2 separate regions of the Arachis hypogaea genome follow, and region 1 is linked to region 2. A link is a contact called in public Hi-C data. All regions are on one chromosome and are shown on one strand. The core of a region is the stretch at or near the end of the contact, and the rest is flanking DNA. Distances in the headings are between cores, read along the strand shown. Region 1 overlaps LOC112755005 (a long non-coding RNA gene). Region 2 has its middle 4.8 kb from the start of LOC112755001.

What was found. Hi-C and Micro-C count contacts between places; a contact is called where the count stands out from the background.
Region 1: a Hi-C map of an unstated tissue shows a contact between it and region 2, with 2.0 times the contacts expected there. The contact joins two enhancer-like sites. A contact is called at or near these places in 3 of 8 Hi-C or Micro-C datasets (leaf and an unstated tissue).

The regions. Positions count from the first base shown.
Region 1 is chr16:129,988,526-129,995,671 of arahy.Tifrunner.gnm2.J5K5, forward strand. It overlaps LOC112755005 (a long non-coding RNA gene), which reads left to right. Exons shown (of 5, transcript XR_003178871.3): 2 at 1-1,491; 3 at 2,093-2,314; 4 at 2,740-2,877; 5 at 2,977-3,299. Among protein-coding and RNA genes, the nearest start is that of LOC112755005, 4.3 kb to the left of the region's middle. Within about 2 kb of position 3,621, at least 1 of the 3 cell types and tissues checked has open chromatin away from gene starts, as enhancers often do.
Region 2 is chr16:129,920,487-129,927,545 of arahy.Tifrunner.gnm2.J5K5, forward strand. No RefSeq gene overlaps it. Among protein-coding and RNA genes, the nearest start is that of LOC112755001, 4.8 kb to the right of the region's middle. Within about 2 kb of position 3,450, at least 2 of the 3 cell types and tissues checked have open chromatin away from gene starts, as enhancers often do.

The DNA.
Region 1 (7,146 bases), core at 2,371-4,870, 68 kb after region 2:
TAAAAAGGAGAATGGGACTTGTGATTGTAATAATCTTAAGGAGAGCAACGAGAAGTTTTTATTTTGCAATGTAAAGGGTCTCTATGCATTTGGTATCTTTGATGGCCATAGAGGTATTCAATAGCAATCCACGATCTATCTATATTTTGTTTGATCTAAATTCCAGAATAAATTATTACTATTTGAGCATGCAAATACTTCATTTTAATTACTGAGACTTCCTTTTATGATTTACGTTGGCAACTTTGTTGAAGTAAGACAAATGCAATGCCTTGGGTGTTGAAAAGTTGTAGAAAATTGTAAAAATTTCCAATAGTAATATAACAAGTAACTAATGAAACCTTTGCACATTAAAAAAATGTTAAACTTTGCAATAGAATATGCTTATGAACTAATGGCAATTGATGCACTTCTTTTATTGTGCTGCATGGTTGTGACTTGGGAGCTCTTTGATGTTATCTCTATTCGTAGGAATTTGCATTATATGTAAAGATAAGTTATTGGAGGAGAATCCTATTCTCATTTTCTTGATTCAGTTCATCTCAAAGATAAGTTACTGCACTCGTAGTCAAGAATAAACTATTTGTTTTCAACATAGGTGATTGTAGGGCAATATTATATAGTGTTGGTAATCCCATTGATGCAGTGCTTTAAATTTGGATAATATTTTAAGGTTTATATTAGATTATAATTATGTTTTAGTGTGTTTATCTATATTTTATTTATAATTTTTTTATAAAAGAGTTATTATGGTTGAACTGGTTAAATCAGTAAACCAGGAGCTCATTTAAAGATTTGTCATTGGCCAATAGGTCTGCATGCACAAGGTGAAATTCGAATTTCGGACACTTGCTTAAGCGAATGAGTGAACTGACTACTCGACCAATTCAAGTTGGTTGACTGGTCTGATTTTTAAAACCTTGGATTTGATGAATAATAAAATTTATAGAAAAATCTAAGGGTTAGATTTTATGGTGCATAAATCGGACATTCTTATTTGTATTATAATAATTTTTTTTTATTTGTACAGCAAATCAGCACATTTATTTTATTTTTTTCAAATTTGTATGTTTAAAAAAATTTAAAATAAAAAAGAATCTGACCTTTAGATTTGCATGATAAAAAAAATTTTGAAAGTCACAAATTTGTGATTTCTACATTAAAAAAACACACCAAGTTGTTCAACCAAAAAAAAAAAAAAAACACTTAACATTGGTGGAAAATACTAGTGGAAGGGCAACACCAGATTTAAAAAGTGCCAGAATTGCTGCTCCCTTGATCAGTTCTCCACTTCTTACTCAGACCCTCATTTCTCTCTAGTCTTCAGAATTCAGATCTGTGCTCTTCAGCGAACTCTCAATCTACTTCATCCTTTTCTCTTCTGTTCTGTTGTTCTTCCTTTCTTCCCTTCTCTCTGCCTGCCGCCACGACCCGTCATTCCGCCTACTTACGTGTCCCCTCACTCCGCCGCTGCCTCCCTTCCGCTCACTTGTTCGTATTCCTAACTTATCTCCTTCGCTCTTTCTTTTTCCTGCCTTGCGAGTTGCTTGTGTTCTTACCTTGCTTCTGTAATTTTTCATTATTGTTTCAGACTATCTGTTGCTTAATTGCTTCGATCTTTTTGTTGCTTCTGTAAACTTAAACACTTAATCTGTAATTTTGTAATTTTCTTTTTCTTCTTTTGCTTCTGTTAGTGGCATGATTTGGCATGTTAACTTGTTCTTGTTGTTGCTCTTACGATATGATATTATTGAGACTTGTGATATTTTATCTTATATTTGTATTTGTTTTTGAGATCTGTGCTACATCTTATGAGACCATGAGAGAATGATACTTTGGTTGATGGTGTTGAAGCTTTAATTTTTGTGTATTTTTGGATTTACATGAGACTAAATATTGAATTGAATGCAAACACTCAACCATCCTTCTCCGTCTTTTACGATTGGGGGATTTTGGAATTCTCATTGTCAACAATAAACCAACAATAGTATCATCCATGACTTTCACTTGCCTTATGAATTTTTTATTTATATGTTTTCTTTTCCTTTAAATTTAAGTTGGACTAGCTAAGACTTTAAAAAACTTAATACAGAGGCTCAAGAGGCAAAAAGCACTGCAGAAACAAAAAGGAAAACGATAATCCCTAGCAAGTCGGAAGAAGAAACAGGTTGTGCGGAAAAGTGTGATGAATCGGAAATTAGGAGGAGGAAGGCAGCCCACAGGAACTCCATCGCTGGCTTGGTCCTGTCTTGTCGTTGTTTGCTCTCTTCTTGGTGGTGCCTCTATTGTCCATAATATCTACAAACCCAATCTTGTAAGCTTCATTCTTCACTTTAACAATCTATGTATGTTTTCATTTGTGAATGCTTCATCTTTGTCATAATGCATAAGGACTTTGTTTACTTGCTTGAAACCTATACTAAATAAAAATATCTATCCACATTTTAGACCACGGCTGACTAACCAATTTACTATAACAACAACAAAGCCTTATTCCACTAGATAGGGTTGAGTACGTGGATCAAATGAGCTACTGTGCGCCATCTGCCTATCATATATCATGTTTACAGTCAAATGTGCTAACCATTGATGGAATAACGCTCTTTACAAGATATACATACTATATATATAGATATCCTTTGATTTATTTACTATCCAAAGTACAGGAGGGTGAATTTTAGAGGATCTAGATCTATTTGTTATAGTGTTGTTAAATCTTCCTTTTTTATCCCTATGTAGACATTACCTCCGGTTGATGAAATTGGTGGGACCAAGCAGAAACTAGATGAGAAAGAATGATCATCTCTCTCTGTCGATTCTGTTATATTGGTATGAAGATGACCAAAATTTTTGGGCCCAAAGTTGCTTTCTGTGCCAGTAAGCCTGAGATACAATTGTTCTCTTTATATTGTTTCTTTTTTTTTTATTGTATTAGTTTGATGGAGAAGTTTCATTTATCTTAATCTTGTTTCTAAGGAGCGTGGATTAATGTGTTAAGGATGAGCACTGCTCTGCCCTGACCATAAAGCAAGGAAGTTTACAGGAGCATTACAATGTATTTTAGATATTTTAGAGCCTGATCTATTTTTAAAAAGAAATAAGCATTCTTCTTGTTTTGATATTTTAGAGCCTGATCTATTTTTAAAAAGAAATAAGCATTCTTCTTGTTTTGATTCTTTTGAATTCTTCTCTCTGTATGTATTGAGAATTAGGTTTCTGTGGAGTGTTTCTAATTTTGTATCTCCATCTTTGCCACATATATCTAAATAAAGAAAAAGAAGGATATATAAATAGCATAATACTGTTGCAATTTCATACTTTACATATAGAGTGGATACCCCACATGTAGAGTCTATCCGAAATGGACAATAGGAATCTTTAATTTCGTTCCATGAATTGAGTTCTAACAGAGAATAGCTCCAAATAGGTTACAGCACACCATTTATAGAGACCTTACTCCCTGCAGTGACTATGTAGTCATCATTGCACACGTCATACCTTAAACAACCAGCATGAAGTTGTAGCGGCTCCTAATCGCCTCTCCGAGGAGAACTTGAGAGAACAATAGGATATGATAAGGTATTCTCAGCACCGGTTGTTGGATTCCACAAGATGAAGATGAGAGGTGTGCTTTTTTCATCATGAAGTTTAAAAAATAATATGAAGTCCCTGCATGAACATGGAATCTTAGTCTAGGCATGTTGATAAGGTAGAGGAAGCTGATGATGAGTAATTCATGTGTTTACATCTACCCATTTCCCTCATGGTTATGGGTGATTGTAGCTAGATCAAAATCTGCATGAGACTCGGGTGTTTGAGATAAGAGATTTAGCAGAGAGCATTGCAGGTTCTTATTGTTCTCCAAAATAGTAGCCAAAGACTCTCTGGCACTATTTTGGCCCTTTATATGTTACCACTAACTTTGCATGTGATGGATTTTATGATTGGTTTTATAATGGAGTGGGGATGGTAATCTTACTCGTTTTATAGGGGGTCAAGCATCCTTAATACTATTTTTATATATATTGTTCTTCTTCTAGGTAGTTTCACCATTACCACGATTTGCTGCGGTTTAATTCCATCACTGACTGAGAACAAGAGATTGTGCAAAATGAAGGAATCCCAGAAATGGGGTTCCGCTGCATTGCATATTTTATTTTCAAAACATAAGAACCCATTTTAAGGGTAAATTTCGTAGATAAATAAATTGAGAGAAAAAATTACATAGATGTCTTAAATTAATTGGATTCGAATTAACAGGAGCAGTACTACATCGAAATGAGTAGATTCAATTTCGTAAGAAACATGTCTGAACTCATGCAGTCCATAATAAATCGAAGCAAAATGATTCCATTTATGGGATAAGCTAGACAGTAGTAAATCGATATAATATGTTTGATTTACTATAGAGAGTGCTTCAAATAAATCGAATCTATTTGATTCGAATTACTATCATTAAGTGTTTATTTTTTTGTGGAATTACTATTTAAATAGTGCTTCAAATAAATCATATTGTGGTATACAAAATTAATAAATTAATTTATTTAATTTAAATTAAAAATACAAATATACTCAAATTTTTTCTCTCAATCCATTTATCTATGAAATTTGCTCCAATTTTAAATTAGTAAACTTTAGCATTTAGGTTTATGATTTAAGATTTAGAATTAAAAGCTTATGATTTAGAATCTAAAATTTAAGATAAACAAAATAATTTTTAAAAAGATTAAAATTGGATGAAAAAAATTAGTTATCTAATATTATTTTTTATTATTACTAGAAGCTAAACATGTACTAATCTGTTCAGCTGCTTTTCTATTATTTTTAAAAAAATAATTTTTATATTTTAATATTAAAAAATATTTATCTGACATTAATAATTAAGAAAATCAAATAATAAATTATTTAAAAATAAAAATAAAATATTATTTAACATATAAAATATATAAAATAAATAAATTTGAATTAAATTAAGTAAAATTCAAAATTAATATGTTGCTATTACATATAACAAAATCAAGATGAGAATTTATAAATATTATTTACAAAGTAGTTATTTATAAATGTTATTAATTTTATTTATTTTTTTTAATTTTATTTAATTTGAAGCAAATTTAAAAAATTTTAAATCCAAAACTTTCTAGCTCTATGAATAATTCTCGGCAGAAACTCACCTGCAGTCGACTTCACATGAAGTTGTTTTTGGATGGATGACACGTGTTATCATTTGATTTAAAAAAAACGGTTTATTTTATACAAATGATTTAATTAAAAAACAATTGATATAGCTATGATGCTAAATTTTACACCGTATTTTATTTTAAAAACAAATTGATGAATTTAAATTGAGAAATTGTAGTTAATTGTTTACTATATAATTTTTTTAACCAAAAATATAATTAAAAATTATTAAAAAAACAAAATTATCTAATATATTAGACCAGCTCAATGTTAATCAGGTTTTTTTCTATTATAAAATATAAAAAAAATTAATTCTAAAAAAAATCTTGTTATTTTTTAGGATTTAATTTTTTTATTGTGTTTTCGTAAAGTTTGCACAAAATTCACCTATCAGATTGACTAAACTTATTTATTTACGTAAAATTTGTTTATGGACTCAACAAATTTATTTACATTTTAATATGATTTGAATTGTATTAGTATATTTTTATTTTTTAATCAATTTAATTTTATTTAAATAATTAGAATTTTAAATTATAAAATTTGTATTAGTTTGTAATTTAAAATTTAAATAGATATAATTTAAATTAATGATTTATAAAATTGTATGTATTCATATTATTGTACATTTGTACTCATATGATTAATTATATTTATTCGATTTAAAAAAATAATGGTTGTTAATTTTTTTATTTAAATATATTCATATTATTTTTAAATTAAAAGAATATACTTATTTAAAATAATATGAGTACGTTTATTTAAATTTAAAAAATTTTAAAATAACAAGAGTATATTTATTTAAAATAATACGAATATATTTATTTAAATTAAAAAAATAAAATAATAAGAATAAATTTATTTAAAAAATTTTAATTTAAAAATAATATAAGTGTATTTATTTGTTAGTTAAAAATTAACAACCGTTATTTTAAAAAAAAATCAAATAAATATAATTAATCATATGAGTACAATAATACGAATACATATAATTTTATAAATTATTAATTTAAATGATATCTATTTAAAATTTAAATTATAAAATAATACAAATTTTATAATTTAAAATTATAATTATTTAGATAAAATTAAATTGATTAAAAAATAAAAATATACTAACACAATTTAAATCGTATTAAAACCTAAACAAATTTTACGTAAATAAATAAGTTTAGTGAATGTGATAGGTGAATTTTGTACAAACTTTATGAAAACACAATAAAAAAAATTAAATCCTAAAAAATAACATAATTTTTTTTAGAATTAAATTTTTTATATTTTATAATAAAAATAAAAAATATGATAACATTGAATTGGTCCAATATACTAGATAATTTTATTTTTTTAATGATTTTTAATTATAATTTTGGTTAAAAAGAATTATATAGTAAATAATTAACTACAATTTTTCAATATAAATTAATCAATTTATTTTTAAAATAAAATACAATGAAAAATCTAATCTCATAATTATATCAATTAGTTTTTTAATTAAATCATTTGTTTAAAATAAATCGATTTTTTTTAAACCAAATGATAACACGTGTCATCTATTCAAAAACAACTTCATGAAAGTCGACTGCGGCGAGTTTCCATCATAATTCTCATTATTAAAGTTGTTGTTGTTGTTGTTAGTAGGATGCTAGCAAATTGGGGTTAATGGATGTTAACTAATTAGTTTCATCTCCAAGTCCAATTGAGAGAGTTATCATGTATACGAAGCAAGTTAAAAAATTTGCAGACAAACTGTTTATTTTCTGCATCTACTTTTTTAGGAAGAACAAACAAATAACTCAATAAAATAAGTATCTTCTAAGAGAAATATGGTAAGCAAATATAAAAATTTATTGACCATAAATATAGAAACTTTGTGTTGATAAACATCAAAATTTTTTAGACAAAATTATATTTACAAAGTTTTTAAGAAAAATATAGGAAGCAAAAATAGAAATTTTATAATAATAG
Region 2 (7,059 bases), core at 2,200-4,699:
GGTTTTTTCTCCGGTAATTGGAGTTTCCACGTTAAATTCTTGTGTTGTGATTGTGTCTATTTTATTTCTCTGTCAAAGGTGTTTTCTCAAGGGGAAATGGTGTCTTATTCCCAACAAGTGGTATCAGAGCTTCGGTTTGGTGGGATTTATTCTTAGTATGCTCTGTGGTTGCAGCCTAGTCTGACCTTCCACATCAGAAAAGAATTTTGTCCTGTGGCTTGAGGTTGATCTTTGGTTGCTGTTGTTGTTGCTGGAAGGCAGTATGACACTGTGAGAGTGCAGTTTGGAAAGGTTCTGGCTAAGGAAAGACCTGGTATTTAAGTGTGTCTATTGTGACCCACCTCTCTTTCCTGGGGACCCTTCCTAGTGCACAGTCTACAGTTGAGTTATACTATTCCAGTATACGGTTGCAACAATGTCAGGATATTCAAGTGCTGTGAAGCTTGAAATAGAGAAATTTGATGGAAGAATCAATTTTGGCTTGTGGCAAATACAAGTCAAGGATGTGTTGATACAATCAGGTTTGCACAAGGCGTTGAAGGAGAAGATCTCTGGTTGCTCTCTCTAAGAGAGAAGATGATGTTCTCTAGAAGACAAGAAGTATCCTCATGGTATTACCGCACTGCCATGGATAAGGATAAGTTGTGGCAATCGGGTCCACAATTGCACACGGGCATTGGTTGGCGTTGAGATGCAAGGTGTGTGGCGGAGTTAGGTCGATGACTGAAAAACTTCCAGGAAAAGCCAATTTGGAAGTTGCACCATGAATTTTCAGTAAGGTTTCGATCTGTACCAAGGCGAAATGATTGGAGTGGTCTAATTCCAAGTGAGTATACTTTCATGGTGGAGTATGATAGTTCTCTGAACTATGATTGTTGGTATAGACAATGGCAGCAAAGAATTGTCGGTGTTGACAATGGAAGCTGAAGATGTGTGACTATTTCAATCAAGGTGGAGATTGTTAGGATTTGGTTGAATTAGTCCCACATTGCTTAGGATAGCAAATGGAGTGGGTGGCCTAGGCTATAAATATGAGGCTAAGTTCTCCATTTGTTTTTGCACCAGTTAGAAACACTTTAAGCTTGTTTCTGATTTTTCTTTTCCTCTGTACTCTTTGATTAGAGAGTGTTGTGAGGTGTAGTTAGATATTTGCTTTGAGAAAGTGTGGGTGTACTGGGGTGCCGGTGTTAGAGAGAAATAAGTCTATGTGCTGTAACAATTTTCACATAGTGATATTCTCTGGTTGTCATTTGACAACGGCCGTGGTTTTTTCTCCGGTAATTGGAGTTTCCACGTTAAATTCTTGTGTTGTGATTGTGTCTATTTTATTTCTCTGTCAAAGGTGTTTTCTCAAGGGGGAATGGTGTCTTATTCCCAACATCTCTCTCTCTCTCTTTCTTTCTTTGTTCAGTGCATACTCCATCCCTCGCTTAGTCCTCGTCACTGTCTTCTTTGTCATTCATCAGCATCTTCTCCTTCTCATTGGTCTTCTCTGTTTGAGTTCGAGTTTGTGTTATGCTTCTCTTCGCCAGCTTTTCTTGGAATCTCTCATAAAAGTTTGAGTTATCTTTCATGACTTGCATCATAGTGTACTAATTTCTGTAACAAACTGTGCTCATTTGATTTAATCTTGTTAGTTATTAGTGTGTTGTGATTGTTTTGCGATGGTTACTGTTGCATTTTGTGGGGTCTTTATTGGTTTGTTTTGACTTGTATATTCCGGAGTCTTAGTTTCTGTTTTGCAGGGTTCCCTAATTGCTTGAAGAGGAGTGCTAGGGGCCAGCAATTTTTGTGTTTTGTAACCATTAATTAGCCATCAATAGTGATTTTAATGGTGTGAGATTACATCCAATGGTAGGAGATCACTCACTTTTCTTTTGATGATTAAGTGCTGGCCACAAAACACAAAAGTTGCTGCCCCCTAAACTTCCTCTTGCCTGAAATAGGGCCTCGTGAGTGGTAACGTATCGAAAAGAACTGCTAATTTGATTTCTTTTTTCCACTTGGTTTCTTATGTATTCTCTATGGTTATGTTGGATGCAAACAAAGTGTTCGATGATTTTTCTCAATGAAGAGATTAAGCTTACGCTTCAAATTATTTATTTAATGTTACTTGATTAATGTTTCTCCTATGTATATTAGTTTTATTTTAAGTTCATGTGGCATCACATACATTACTGATAATTGTATTTTTATTTTAAGCTTATGAAAAATTTGATGACAACATTAATTACACAATTGACAGAGAAACTTATGTTTAATCTTTTGTTCTCCTTGCTTATAGTTTGTGGCCGAAGAACTTGAATTGAATCATGGATGCTTTTTAATGTACTAGTCACCTGTGAATTTAAATTACAAGTGGTTGTTTTAAGTTCTTTTCTTACAAATCATATACTTTTTTTTTTTTTAAGAAATGTAAATGTTGCTGGGTTTGTGTTTATCAAGTGATATTTAATGTTTATTTTAATCTAGTATTTTGAGTATACTAATTGAATTAAACTCTATCTTCTCTGATTTTGTTGTGAAAAATATAATGCAGTTTTCATTAAATTAAAACTATATTTTACGTGTATACATGTACCTGCACCTTTTAGAGTTATTTTTTTTTTGGTGACTGCATTATGAAAATAAAGAATATATCTCCTCTAATGTGAGTTTGCCACAAAAGTTAAAAAAAGTAAGGGTGTATCCACCTTTAAATACAATAGATTTTTTCATGCACTTAAACCACTATTTGATCCTTTTGTTATGATACTCAAATAAAAAAAAAATATTACTGGATTCGTTTCAGATATTCCTAATATGTTTTCTTTTTTTCTTTATTGGTTGCCATTGTTGCCTCTGTGTTTGACTTTTTTTTTTTTTTAACATTGATGTTCATACTTTTTGCTTTATGAGCTTCCTTTATGGTTTTAGTTAATTACCCATTAAATATATATTTGTCATCTTTATCAAGAATTTTCATCTTATAAGCCTTCATATTTATGAGAAATTAATTTGTAAAATGACTCATGGCTTTAATTTTTTTTTGGTTGTGTTAAGCATTTCTTTAGTAAATAATAGAACTTTAGTAGTATAAAAAAAAAAAAGCTAAAAGATCAATATCATGATTTTTTTTGAAGTTTAGTTCCACCGAGGCATGGACGTCCTCTATCTTTACACACATTTTTTTTGTTTGGTAAATGCTACATCAAGTTATTAGCGAATAATATGGCCGTCGTTAGTTGGGTCATGGGTGGTGCTAGCTTTTAGACTTCTGATAATTGAGGTAAAATTTTGTAAAAGATAAATTGATATTTTCATGCATGTGCAGAAGGACCCTGTAATTTGTCCGTCGTTCATGTCTTGATCAATGGCAGAATGGAAGATAACTATAGCATAGCCAACAGCAACAAAAGAGAGTGTATACGTGGGTAGCATTTTATTCTTTATGGTATAGAGGGGGAGTGGAAACATTTTTTTTTTGGACATGAGTGGAAACATTATTAGGAATTTATATATGGAATCATGGGCTAAGTATCCAAGCTTTTTTGGTTTTTTTTTTTTAATTCCATATGGGAGCCCATTGTTTATGTATGTATTCTTCATTTGTTAAATATAAAATTTTTTAATGAACGTAAGTTGATTGAGTGATTAGTTTAATAAGTTGTCTAAATAAATATTAAATATTCGATTTATACTTGGCCATTTTTCTATTATAAATAATTTTACAAAAGTACTAGGTGTTTAAGTCTTTTGAGTAATCAAGTTTAATCAAGTTGTTAAAATTTAAAAATCACCCACGCGTCACATTTTTTCTCCTTTAATGATCATTCTTCCACCTTATTCTTCTTCTTCTTCTTCTTTCTTCAACGTCATCGCGTCGCTGCAGCCACCGTTGTCGCCATCGTTGCTATCGCCACCGCAGTCGTCTTTTTGATGATGATGTTATTGTTATTTTTTTTTCTTTATTTTTTTCTCATCCTCTTTTATTATCATTATCATCATGATCATCATATTCATCATTATCATCTTCTTCTCCTATAAATGTTAGAAGATTAGAACACATAAATTTTGATGCACAATACATAAATTTTGGTGTACAGCACACAAATTTTAGTATACAACACAAAAATTTTTGGAATATATGCTTAAAACATTGACACCCAACCAATGAAATACGAACAATACATTAATTTTGGTGTATAATACATAAATTTTTATGTGTAGCACATAAATTTTGGAGAACTACATATCCAAAACATTGACTCACCTAACAAACGAAATACATTCGCAGCAAAAATTTGTATGTTATAGGTAAAATTTTGTGTTATGTGCAAAAATTTGTGTTATATGCAAAAATTTTGTGTCATAGTGTACTCATAAATGTTATTATGTTATTGTTATTTAATTTTTTTTTCTATTTTTTTTTTACTCATCCTCTTTTATTATCGTTATCATCATCATCATACTCATCATCTTCATCTTCTTCTTCTCCTATAAATGTTCAAAAGACTAGAGCATAGAAATTTTGATGCACAACACATAAATTTTGGTTTACAACACACAAATTTTAATATACAACACACAAAAATTTGAAAGAGCATATGCATAAAACATTGACACCCAACCAATGAAATACACACAATACATTAATTTTGGTGTATAATATAAAAATTTTGGTGCATAAATAAATTTTTATGTGTAACACAGAAATTTTTGAAGAACTACATATTTAGAACATTGACTCACTCAACTAACAAAATATATTCGCAACAAAAATTTTGTATGTTATATATAAAATTTTGTGTGTTATGTACAAAAGTTTGTGTACTATAGGTAAAAATTTGTATACTATATCTAGAGATGTTCAAAAAAATCAGGTTAACTAATTCTTACTTTCTTAGTATAAATGATTAAAAGTCTTGTGTCACATTATACTCATAAATGTACAATTTCAGTATGATCATCAATTCATGACCATATTAGAATGAAAGATTATATAAGGAAGATAATAAATAAGAAATCTTTATATCAAAGTAAAAAAATAAAGATAAAAAAAGAAAAAATAAATTAAAGAAAAGATAAATAATGATAGAGTGAGAAAAAATAGAGGTTGAGAGAGGGGAGAGAGAAGAGAAATGTAGAGAGAGAAAAAAAAGGAAAAATCGATTAAATATGATTTTTTATATATTAAAAACTAGGTTTAGCATATAAATTAGTTTAAATTGGTTTTATTTTTATGAATTGGTTTAAACTGGGGTGTTGCTAGGGGTGGCAAACGGGCTTAAATATGTCAAGCCGGATTAGAAAATTGGGACTGCCAAATAGTAAAAGCTCGCCTAACCCGCATTGCTTAAACCGTGGGATTTGGTGGGGTGGACTTTCTCACCAGACTTAGTATTTTTTTGGCAAGGGGGTATTTTTGTAATTTTTTCGCCAAAACCCAACTTTTCCCAACCCAACTTACAAGATAATAAAGATGAAAATTGAGTGTTTTGGATTATGTTTATTTTGTTTTGGAGACAATATTTATAATTATATTTTGGATGAAAACTTGGTTTATAATTATGTTTATTAGATATTCATAATTACGAAGACTTTAATATTTGTGAATATAAAAAATATAATTTTTTATACCTTTAGAAATTATAAATTTATTAAAATGATTGTGAAATTGTATATATTATTTAATAGTTAATAGTAAAAAAAAAAAGAGAAGATTTGGCGGGCTTAACCCGCCAGCCCGTAGTTAGGCGGGTGGGGTGGGATTTTAGGACCGCCTCACTAGGCAGGGCAGGGCGGCTTCCCCGCTTGCCACCCCTAGGTGTGCTACACATTCAAGTATTTTTTCATCCAAGTTCATTCAAGTAGGGCCAACAAAAACCACTCTCATTAAAAGAGCACGATTATACGCGCAGCTTCTTCTTCTTCTTCTTCTTCTTCTCATGCTCGTTTACGCACAGAGCGTCTTCTGCTTCTTCACCTTCTTCTTCGCGTTCTTCCTCCTCCTCCTCCTCCTTCTTTTTTGCGTTCCTTCTTCTTCACGTGTTTTCTCCTTATCGTCATTCTTTTTTTTATTGTTGCTACTGTATTTTTTTTCTTTTCCTCCTTCTCTCCCTGGTGAAGAAGCAGTAGAATGAAGGTGAGGAGGAAGAGTTTTGAATTGTACAGAACAGAAATGAATCAAAATTATATTTAGAATGAACCAAAATTATATTCAAAATGAACTGAAAATTAAATTCATAATGTAAACTCATTTCAAACACAAGCACAGACTAAATGTACCTTATTTAAATCCAGAATGAATCGAAATTACTTAATGATTGCGACACACAAACTTAATTTGAAAACAAACACACAAATAAAATTGAATCATGAACAAAAACACATCCAAATCCATCAAGTGATTTTGCAGCATTATGTGTTTCTTTTTCTTTATTTGATTAGATGAACAAGATAAGAAAAGAAGAATATGATGAGAAGTTTTCAGGATTTTTTTTCTTCTTATTTCTTCTTTTTTGTTTGATTTTTCTTCTTTTTCCCATCTTCTTCTTTGTTATTGTAATCACCAACAACACCAACATTTTGCTAACAAAAACCAACATTTTGAATTGAATTTGAATTTATATAATGGACAGTGTTCGGTTCATTTATTATTATACAGTGGTTTCGCTTTGATAATATTTTCGGTTCATTCTAGACGCAGATGTTTCTGAATTCGAATTTATATAATGGACAAATATTCGGTTTATTTAGTATTATACAATGGTTTTGCTTTAATAATATTTTCGGTTTATTTGTAGTCCAGGTGCGTTGTTGATGAATAATTTGTCCCAATGGTTGGAATGGCTTTCAAGACAAATTGAATGGAATGGAATAAAATATAATATAATTGAATAAATTGATAATAAATAATTTCATTCTTTTTTGCTTAAAAAAGACTCAATCATTAACAAAAACTCATCGAAATTACTTAAGGAATATAAATTTTGGTCAATACTTATCAGCAACATCAAATAAATCTCAATTAACACACAAATGAACCAAAATAAATTAAGAAATGAACCGAAATTATTT